Linked DNA regions of Rattus norvegicus: region 1 is linked to region 2. Evidence: chromatin contacts called from public Hi-C data. All regions are on one chromosome and are shown on one strand. Each heading gives the region's core, a stretch centred on a gene start, on an enhancer-like site or on the middle of the called end of the contact. The rest is flanking DNA. Distances are from core to core; before and after follow the strand shown.

Region 1 (5,597 bases), core at 2,587-5,086, 190 kb after region 2:
TAAGCGCTCTACCACTGAGCTAAATCCCCAGCCCCTATTTATTTATTTATTTATTTATTTATTTATTTTGGAGCTGAGGACCGAACCCAGGGCCTTGCACTTGCTAGGCAAGCGCTCTACCACTGAGCTAAATCCCCAACCCCAAGATTTTTATTTTTATGTATACAAGTACACTGTCGCTGTCCTCAGACACACCAGGAGAGGACATCAGATCCCATTACAGATGGTTGTGAGCCACCATGTGGTTGCTGGGAATTGAACTCAGGACCTCTGGAAGAGCAGTCGGTGCTCTTAACCGCTGAGCCATCTCTCCAGTCCTGCTTTAGTTTTTTTTAAAGAAAATAATATGAAGTACATCTCCACTGTAGAGGACATGGTTAGCACAGGAAGGAAGGGAAGTCGGTACAGAGGGAGGGAGGAGATACACAGGAAATTAAATCCCCTGATGCTTTGGGTCCACTCTCTAACCACGGACCAGACCTCAGGGTTGATTCTTCTTGTGGTTAACAAACTCTGTTCAAAACAATGTATACACCAGGGACTCAGCAGTGAACCTGGATTGTACAGTGCTGTCAGTCTGAGAAATGCTTACAAAGAAAACACAGCGGAGAAAGCGATTACAGGAAGTTTAAGACAGGGCAAACAAAAGGTCTTAGTTTCTATGGCTGCGTAAGACACAACTCCCAGGCATCTTGGCTCCAACACAACAAACAAAACAGTTCTTACCCATCCCAGGACTGTGTGGGGCATCTGAGGTGGGGATCTCCCTGAGATTGTGATCACATGAGACATGGCACTGGGATCCTCACTTTGAAGATCACAAGACCAGAGCCTCACAATACACACAGTAGGGATCCTTGGCATCCCTTGCTGTCTCCCCACAGTCTGTACATGAGGTCTCCCCACACATCAGATTCAAGGCCAGAATTCTCTCCAAGCCATCAGGGTGCCGCCACGGTGCACCTGTGAGCACCAAGCAGCAATCATCACCTTTTACCACAGGGCTTCGGAGATCACACTGTCACTGCTGCATGCTTTCATCTAAGCACTTAGAGAATGTTGCCACACCCGATGGTACAGTCTGTAATCCAAGCTACTTGTTCAAGATCTACCTGGACAACTTGTTGAAACTCTCTTCCAAAATAAAAAGTTAAAAGAAGGGGTAGGAATACCTCAGCAGCTCAACTATAGGGCATTAGCCTAGTATGTGTGAAGCCCTGACTCTGTCTCCATTAATGAAAAGTGTGTGTGTGCGCGTGCGTGTATCTTTGTGTGTGTGTGTGTATATGTGTGTGTCTCATGTGTGTCTACTCATAATCTCTCAATGAGGTGCCAATGTGAAGTTGTGAGATAAAGACGTGGATTGTTCTATGACCTGCTGACACAAATACTCTGTTTTTATATCTAGATTATATCTAGAAAATGCCTTTATTTCAAAGACTTTTATAAGTATTTTATTCTTAAATTCATCTATAACATTCTTTTTGGGGTTTTTTGTCTTCTTTCTTCCTTTCTTCCTTCCTTTCTTTCTTCCTTTCTTTCTTCCTTCCTTCCTTCCTTTCTTTCTTTCTTTCTTTCTTTCTTTCTTTCTTTCTTTCTTTCTTTCTTTCTTTCGAGACAGGGTTTCTCTGTACAGCTCTGGATATCCTAGAACTTGCTTTGTAGGCCCAGCTGTCCTTGAACTCAAAGAGATCCCCAGGCTGCCTCTGCCTCCTGGGGTTAAAGGATGCACTACCACAAGTGCTCTACCACTGAGCTAAATCCCCAACCCCTTACACTCGTTCTTAATCTATGTTAAAATCTTTCTTGAGATTGAAAGGATGGCTCAGCCAGGGCTGGAGAGATAGCTCAGTGGTTAAAGCACTGACTCCTTTCTAGAGGTCCTGAGTTCAATTCCCAGCAACCACATGGTGGCTCACAACCATCTGTGTTTTTTTTTTTTTTTTTTTTTTTTTCCGGAGCTGAAAACCGAACCCAGGGCCTTTTGCTTACTAGGCAAGCACTCTACCACTGAGCCAAATCCCCAACCCCTCTTTTCTGTTTTGGTTTTTTTTTTTTTTCACAACCATCTGTAATGGGATCTGATGCCCTCTTCTGGTGTGTCTGAAGACAGTGACAGCGTACTCATATACATTAATTAAGTAATTAATTTTTAAGAAAAGGTGGCGGGGTTGGGGATTTAGCTCAGTGGTACAGCGCTTGCCTAGGAAGCGCAAGGCCCTGGGTTCGGTCCCCAGCTCTGAAAAAAAAGAACCAAAAAAAAAAAAAAAAAAAGAAAAAAGAAAAGGTGGCTCAGCCAGTAAGAGCACTTAACTTGGAGGTCCCTGGAAGACAGTGTTTTGGATGGCAGTTATGAGGACAAAATTCCCTGATTCGATTTTGTTTTTGTTTGTTTGTTGGGACAGGGCCCCTCTCTATGTAGCCCTGGCTGGACTGGAACTCACTGTGTAGACCAGGCCAACCCTTAACTCACAGAGATCTGCCAGCCCCTATGTCTGAAATTTGGGGATTAAAGGGGGATGGCACTGTACCAGGCTAAGCCCTGTGTTCTTGGCCACACCAGTTTGGAGGGACGTCTCAGAACCTGTACAAGAAGCCAGGCATGGCGGAACATATTTTGTAATCTCAGTGATGGCCAGGTAGGTGGCTCCTGGGGTTCACTGGCCAGCTAGTCTGACTGACCTGGTGAAATTCTGGGCCAGTGAGAGACTCTGTTTCAAGCCAAAGGCGAAAGGCACCCACGCTCGCCACTGACCTTCAAACAACGGGGAGAGCCAATCCCCGGAAGCTGCCCTCTCTCTTCCGCATGCACACCCTTGGATGGAACACACTCACAGCCATCCCATAAACAAATATTCCAGCCAAATTAAAGTATGAAACTAAGAGAGACTTTAAAGGCCGCCCTCGGCTACACAGTGAACTTGAGGCCATTCCTGGTCTATGTAAGATCTTGTCTCAATAAACACACTGTGCTGGGCATGAAGGTGCACAACTTAACCCCAGCACTCTGGAGGCAGAGGTAGGCTGATCTCTGTGAGTTCAAAGCTGGACTGGTCTACCTAGCAAGTTCTAGGCCAGCCAGGGTGGCACAGTGAGACCCTGACTCAAAAAAGCAAAACAAAACAAAATCTACCAGCATCAAAACTAGGGGCTGGGGATTTAGCTCAGTGGTAGAGCGCTTACCTAGGAAGCGCAAGGCCCTGGGTTCGATCCCCAGCTCCGAAAAAAAGAACCAAAAAAAAAAAAAAAAAAAAAAAAAAACTAAATGACGAACTAGCCACAACTTTGATCGATTTGCTTGTTTTAGTAAATCTAAGTAGACTTTTTTTTTCTGGATATGAAAATTTATTATTCTGTTTCCATTGTCAAAATTTTATGATCTTGGTCTTTCCTTCTTGCCTTTGTACAGAGCCAAAAGAGACACATTGGCTACTTTAACCACCTTAAAGCGGACTCCAGGAATATCACCCACGGCATGGCCTTTGCGACCAAATCCAACAACCAGAACTTTATCATTTTCCTCAATGAAGTTCAAGCAACCGTCATTGGGCACGAACGCTGTGATCTTCTTGCCGTACTTACTGAGCTGCACCCTGACACACTTCCGGATGGCAGAATTTGGCTGTTTGGCTTCAACCCCTACTTTTTCCAGCACAATTCCCTTTGCGTGAGAGGCACCCCCAAACAGATTGGCCTTCAGGGCTGTGCCCAAGTGGGCTTTCTTGTACTGTTTATCATGCCACTTTTGGTCCCGTCGGTGACTGCGGAGCTTCCGGGCAGTACAGAGACCACGACACTTACCCATCTTGCTGGCGCCACGGGCCGGAGAGAAAGAGCTTAAGTAGACTTTCCACAATTAATAATATTTTATTTGCTCTATGACCCTAAGGTCAGTAGCTCCCAACCCATGAGTCTTGAGTCTTCATTCCTTCGGGGGCCACATATCAGAAATACTGAATATTAGATATTGACGTTATGATTCCTAATAGTAGCAAAATTACAGTTACGAAGTAGTAACAATAATATTATAGATGAGGGTCACCACAACATGAGGCACTGTATTAAGTAAGGGTCACAGCATTAGGAAGATTGAGAACCACTGCCTTAGGACCAATTCAACAGAATAGACGTCTTTATTTCTTCGGACAGGACTTCATCTAGCATAACCTGGCCTCTAACTCACTACAATGCTAAAAGATCTTCCTGGCTTCACCACTCACATGCTGGGAGTACATGTGTCCAGGGCTAAGTTCAGTTTTTATGGTGTGCTAAGGATTGAACCAGGAAGTCTTGCATGCTAACCTAGAAGTCTACCAACTGAGCTACACCCCAAAACCAAGTTCTCTAATTGCCCTGAGGTTGAATGGGGAGTAATTATGCACACAAGTAAGAGGAATGGGGCGGCTGGAGGGATGGCTCAGAGGTTAAAAGCACTGACTGTTCTTCCCGAGGTCCTTATTCAATTCCCAGAAACACATAATGGCTCATAACCATCTATAATGAGATCTGGTGCCCTCTTCTGGCCCTAGGCAGAACACTGAATACATAAATGAATTGTTTTTTAATTTAAAGTATGGGTAGTGGAGTGGGTAGTATATGATGTTGAATTACCAGGTGGCAATCATGACCCTGGAAATAGAATTTGTATTCTATAGCTCCATACTTTGTAGAAACGCTTTGAGGCTATAGGAAACACAACTCTTGTAGCTCAGGTTTCAAGAACTTTTCTGGTCTTCCGCCATGTCAGCCCAGAAAGCCCTGGGTGAGACAACAGTGCAGAAGTAGGCGGGGCTCCCCGGAACCTATTTCCCAAGCCTGGGAGGCTGCTATGGCCAAGTGATATCTGGACACAGCTTAATAACACCTAGACTTTGAGAAGGAAAAAAAGTCAATAGACCACGAAAATGTTCTGACGGAAGTATTACAGGAGTCAGAAGGAAAAGCCCCTAGGAAGTGTTATCAAGATGGCCCAAGCCTTCAGCTTCTGCCTGCAAACGTCCGAACTCCTGGTAAGAGGCCTCTCTCTCCAGATGGCATGCTTAATTTCAGGGCTTAGAGTGATGGCAGGCTCACAGCGCAGAGGGCTTGAGAAGCATCTGATGTTAGATAGCACTGTTCTTCGAAATGATCTGTCAGCTGCCGCCCCTCCTGCCTCCACTGCGCTTGGGCCAGTGGCCACAAGCTCCTGCTTCCGAAAAGCCCATTCATAGCCTTCTTTCTCAAGCTCTCATCTCAAGCCTGACTTCCCTGTCTACACAAAGCCACCCTTTCTTCCCAGGGACCCAGGTGGCAGTTGAAACTGTACATAATGACTCCTCTTTCTTTTGGCCCCATAAAGCCCCAAAGGGCAGCCCAGACGGAAGATCTGCTTTGTCCGTGCGTGGTGTCGAGGAGTCAGATGAGGGCACTTAAATCTCCATTTTCACCAGAACCTGCAGGGCAGCACCCCAGCGCTAACGGACACATTACAGACCAACCCTCTTGACTTACAGACAAGACACAGGCAAGGCTCTTTTCTCTCAGCGAAGACTCCCTGCCTCCCACCTTCCCTGGGAACCGAAGTGGGCTGGTGGGCTTACTCTCAGGTCCCAAACTCA
Region 2 (5,715 bases), core at 2,872-5,371:
CCATAATGAGAGAGGCTGAGGAGTCAGAGAGCTCTATTGGTAAAGAGCTTAACAAACAAACACAGAAGACTTGAATTCAATCCCCCACTGGGATGTACAACTCCTGGAAGTGTGGGGCACACTTATAATCCCAGGGCTGGGGAGGCAGACAGGTGGATCATGGGACATGTTAGCCAGCCAACCAGGCCTGGTATGGTGAGGGACATCTTTAGTCCAAACACTCCAAAAGCATAGGCAAGTGACTCTGTGTTCAAGGCTGACGTGGTCTACATCAGTAGTTCTCGGCCAGCCAGGCTACAGTGTGACCTTGTCTCAAACAAGCAAATGAATAAACAGAAAAATAATATAGACAACTTCTCAGGAATGACAACTGTAAAGGCCCTCTGGATGACATAGCTATATGTAAACACACACACACACACACACACACACACACACACACACCACACACACACACACACACCACACACACACACACACACACACACCCCTAGGATGACATAGCTATATGTAAACACACACACACACACACACACACACACACACACCCCTAGGATGACATAGCTATATGTAAACACACACACACACACACACACACACACACACTCCTAGGATGACATAGCTATATGTAATCACACACACACACACACACACACACACACACACACACACACACACCCCTAGGATGACATAGCTATATGTACTCACACACAAACACACACACACACACACACACACACACACCCCTAGGATGACATAGCTATATGTAATCACACACGCACACACACGCACACACACGCACCCCTAGGATGACATAGCTGTATGTAATCACACACGCACACACACGCACACCCCTAGACGTGGGAAGAGCTCAGCTCAGCTGAGTGCCTGAACACTGTACCAGCACCATATGATATCCCTAGGACCAGAACTACTGCAAGAGAGAGCCAGGGGTAAGCCTCCCGGGCCCCAGGCCTTCAACAGAGGAGCCCCACCTTGAAGAGTTGGCAGGCTGCCGCCGCCGCCTGCCGCTCGGCATCGATCTTCTTGCTGCCATAGCCTTCCACCTCCACGCTCTTGGGCCACTTTATGTGCAGTGTGACTTTCTGGGAAAGTGAAAAGCAAATAAGAAGTGGGACGGTGCCCACACCCGAGACCCAGAAGACCACGTCACACAGTGAGTTCCAGGCAGGTGGGGTTTTAAGACCCTGTATCAAAAATAAACAAGCTGGGTGTGAAGGCACGGGCTTTAATCCCAGCACTCTGGAGGCAGACTCAAGGCCAGCCTGGTCTACACAGTAATTTCCTGGACAGCTAGGGCTAAACAGAGAAACCCTGTCCCCAAGCAAACAACCAACAAAAGGAACCTTCACGCAGAATGTGCTCCCGCACGCCTCTGTGGGATCTAGGCTCTACGACACTTGGAGCAGGAGTCATCACCTTCACTTCTCTCACGCATCCTTTGTTAGACAAGGGGCCAAAACCACAAAGCATTGTGAGCGTCTCTTCTGAGTTCACAGTGGCACACATCCGTGCCTCTTTCGTGTGTATAGAATACCTTCAGTATCTGGGAAGTGGAGGCAGGAAAACCAGCAATCCAAGGCCAGATCCGGTTACAGAAGTTCTAAGCCAACCCAGTCTACACAAAACCCTATCTCCACAAAAGCAAATGAGCAGTGCCACATCCCTTTGATCTCAGCACTTGAAAGGTAAAGGCAAGCAGATCTGAGTTCAAGGCCAGGCTGGTCTCCAAAATGAATTCCAGGACACTGGGGATAAAGAAACCCTGTCTAGAAGAACAAAAGCAAACAAACAAAACCAGAATTTTTGGCCACTTAGGAAAAAAAAAAAAAAAAAAAACTCCAAAAGGGAAGAGTAGCCAGTTTCCTCTGAGTCAAACCAGTGTTTCACTTAGCCATCAATAGAGTTACCTTTTTCTTCGGTCCATTCGTGTGCACATAGACTAGCTTGTCTTTTGCATGTGAGATGCCAAGAGCTCTTCCAATCACGCTGTTGAGAAGGTTTTTAGGCTGTGGAAACTCTTTTAATAGGTCCCTAGAAGCTAAGAAAATAAGAATGAAATAATTACAATTCTTTTTCTTTTGAAACTCCGTAAGGTAGGGGAGAGAGAGAGAGAGAGAGAGACAGAGAGACAGAGAGACAGAGAGACAGAGACAGAGCTCGAGCTCGCTCGCTTGAGCGCATCAATCAAAGTTGCTCTGGGCTGAAGATGTGGCTCAGGACCCCAAAGCAGTCAATGGAGTTAGGAGTCCTCGGAAAAGGGCTGGTTTGGTCAATAAACTGCGTGAGTCTGATGTCTAAAAGAGGGTACTCAAAAAACAAATAAACTGCAGAGTGGTGGTGATACACATCTCAGAAGACAGAGGCAGGTAGATCTCTGTGCTCACAGCCAGCCTGGTCTATAGAGTGAGTTCCAGGACAGCCAAGACTATATAGAGAAAGCCTGTCTCAAAAACAACAACAAAAAAATCCAACCAACCAACCAAAAAACAAACAAACAAACAAAAAACGCAACCCAAAAATATGTTCTACGCATGCCCAGGACCTTCCTAAAGCAATTCACACAGTGAAGGACAGGCCCCTTGCAGATCAGGATGCGGCCCAGACTCTGAAGATCATGCCTCCACTCTCAACTAATCCTAGCACTCTGCACAAGTCCTCTCTAAAGCTCATAGGAAGGCTCACAGCCAAGACAAGGCATGAGCCAACCCTCCTGCCTCCCTGACATAGGGGAAGGGTCATCAGATACCAGTAGGTCATCTCTTTCCTTCTACTTACTCTCTGCATTAACCTCAAAACGAACATGCTTGAGCAACCTCATCTAGCAGCAGCTCCTGCCAGATACAGGCTTAGTTGGACCACAAGGAGGCAGCATAGCCCAGCTCAAAACAAAAGAAAGTGCCGTTCACATGCAGTCAGAAATCTTTCAGGAAAGGCTTCTGAGGTCTTCTCATTCAACACCTTCAGTGTCTGCACTACATTCAACTTCTATCACTCCACAGACTAATTGCTCCATAGGTTATCATGTACTTGATTCATCATAATCATTAGGGAAGTTTTCACACAGAAGTGGATAGAGTATTCTTCAATGGATACCTGAGAATTCCAGCAATGTTCGGGCAAGTTTATGTTTTTTTAAAAATTCATTTCTTGCTAGGTCAGTGCTGAAAACGTTTAATCCCATCACATGGAAGACAAAGACAAGGGAACTGTGAGTTTCAGGCCAGCCGGGCTATAGGGTGAGACCCTGTTTCAAAAATAATCTTATTACTGTGTGTACACATGTATGTGAGGTCAGGGATAGCCCTGGCAAACCTGTTCTCTCCCTCCACTGCAATCAGGGGTTGGAACTCGCTCAGGCTTATCCACCAGACTTGCAAACACTTTTACCAGCTGAGCCATCTCACCACTGCTGCGTTTTGGAACATTCCTCCAAAACTTCTGACATAACCTGGCTATCTAGTTTGGGATATTTACCTGGGGCAGACTTCGGTGTCAACTAGAACAATAGGAGGGTCCAGCCTGGACTACTCTCCTAACTGCTGTCTTATAAAGCATGTAAAAATCAAGAAGTTACTAAACGGCATCAAGACGGTTGAAAGCATCTTGCAGCCCTACTTTAAGACAGATATGCAGACACCACACCTCCAGATCTTCAGGATGGGTAAAGGTTAGCTCACTCCGCCTATCTTAATGGCCATATTCTCACCAGTTCTATTCTCTGCACTAGTCAAGAACAATAAAACCACCGACTACCAAAGAAGACATTGTGTCTCTATTTGATCTTCTGAAACTCCAGGTGTATTTGGGGCTAAGTCCAACTGTGAAGTCAGAGCTAACACTCAATGCCACTCAATCAGGCAGAAATAGGATATTTAAGGGATTCCCCCGATCCATCCACATGCAGAAGTGCTGGGTTCTGGGTGGACCTAAGACATACCAGGCTTTTTAACAGCAAGGCAGACTCACAGATGTAAAGCATTTAAACTACTTTCAAAAATAAAGCCTTGACCTGCGAGGCCGGACACTGTACGGCACCCCTTGCTTTTCTTCCCTAGTCAAGGACGTCGCAGCCAAATCTCAGCTTCACTGTCCTCACCGTTCACCATGCTTCCGTCACCCTCCCCAGGTTCGCTAGGGGCCACCTCTGATTCGACCTCGGCAGCTTCCTGAGTGCCATCGGGGCGGACAAAGCTTGATGAGAAGCCGCGCGAGCATCCTTGTCGCCCGGCAGCGCGGGGATCCGGCGGCCGGAGGCGCGGAGAGACGCCGGCAGCCAGCGCCATGAGCCGCCTGGCAGCCGCCATCGCGATCCCACCAGTCCCCGCGGCCCTAGACCGCGACAGTACCTTCGAGGGCTCAGCAACCGGTAGCAGTACCGTACGCCCTCTGCTGGCCAGGGGGACTCGGTGCCGACCTGAGAGCAAGGAAGCTAGGATGCAGCTAGATGCATCCCACAGCCTGAGCCTCCTCGCCTGGAAATGCAAACCAGACTAGGCATCTGGATCTCAACCAAGAGAGGGAACAGGATAATCTTAGAAAATAGCGCTAGGCATTTGCTCAACGTCCACTCAAGGAACCGAGCCAAGTTCCCTCCAGGTCCTACACATGGTAAACTCCTTACAGGCTGCTTCATAACGCCTGGCTTGGATGTAGATACAGTGTAAGCAGGGCACCCATCTCCTTCCTATAGGTAATCCTGAAGACTCTAGAACAGGGAAGACCTCTCAAATATCAACTGATTTTATCTCCTAGAATGGAGTCAAGGGAGAAAGCACTTGGGCACTGTGCCAAGAACTGAGCTGACTCCACAGTTAAGAGTGCAGTTCTGCTGTTCCTCACTTGTGTGAAGACTGCAATGCCACTTCCAAACTAATATGCCTGGATTTTATTCCTCTTCTGTCTCTTAAGGCTTTTGAGGACTTGGAGGGCTGGGAATGAAATTAGATCTGAAAGCAGTGGCTATGTGGAGAGTGGGCATCAAAGTCGCAGGACGTTGGGAGAAAACTTTGCTGGGGGGGGGTTGCAGTTGGGTAAGTGGGGAAGAAGAAATTTGTTTCATTCAAGCCATGACTTGAATAATCCTCTGGAGAGCTCATTAAAACAATCACTGCTAGGCATGGTGTTTATACATTTAATTCTAACACTTTTAAGGCAGAGGCATCTGAGTTTGATGCCAGCCTGGTCTATAAAGTGAGTTGGAGGACAGCCAGGACTACACAGAGAAACCCTGTTTCAAAAAATCAAAAATCAAATAAATAAAGTACATTACTAAGCTGGTTGTGGTGGTCAAACCTTTAAACCCGGCCCTAGGTAGGCAGAGGGAGGTGGATCTCTGTGTGCTGTGAGATTGAGTAGCAGGACTGCCAAGGTCCATAGGAAAACCAGACGAGTGGTGGGCCCTGCTGAAACCCGCACTCACATGCAGAGGTAGGCCTGCTACACGTTCAAGTCCAGCCTGGTCTCCACGGGAAGCTCCAGGCTGATGTGGGTTATACAATGCAACAAAAAAAAAAAAAAAAAAAAAAATCAAACAAGGGGTTGGGGATTTAGCTCAGTGGTAGAGCGCCTGCCTAGCAAGCGCAAGGCACTGGGTTCAGTCTCCAGCTTCGAAAAAAAAAAAGAAAAAAGAAAAAAAAATCAAACAAGAACACATACAAAAAACTGCTCTGGGGATGGAGTTTAGTTCATAGT

The links. A called contact is a pair of places that touch in the nucleus more often than the background predicts.
Region 1: a contact with region 2 is called in a Hi-C map of the A7r5 cell line, with 6 times the contacts expected there. The contact joins the promoter of Rps23-ps11 here to the enhancer-like site in region 2. A contact is called at or near these places in 7 of 12 Hi-C or Micro-C datasets (the A7r5 cell line, the Rat2 cell line, Schwann cells and 4 more) and 1 of 1 datasets of contacts at active chromatin or transcription factors (oligodendrocytes).

Annotation. Positions count from the first base shown.
Region 1 is chr8:119,140,398-119,145,994 of GRCr8, forward strand. It overlaps Rps23-ps11 (ribosomal protein S23, pseudogene 11), which reads right to left and starts at 3,837. Exons shown (of 1, transcript XM_039082879.2): 1 at 3,323-3,837. The coding sequence starts at 3,805. The coding sequence ends at 3,374.
Region 2 is chr8:118,954,925-118,960,639 of GRCr8, forward strand. It overlaps Dhx30 (DExH-box helicase 30), which reads right to left. Exons shown (of 22, transcript NM_001013249.1): 5 at 1,932-2,062; 6 at 996-1,106. Among named protein-coding and RNA genes, the nearest start is that of Dhx30, 17 kb to the right of the region's middle. Within about 2 kb of position 4,122, at least 27 of the 93 cell types and tissues checked have an H3K27ac peak or open chromatin away from gene starts, as enhancers often do. A contact at or near this core is called in the A7r5 cell line and Schwann cells, where this site is marked.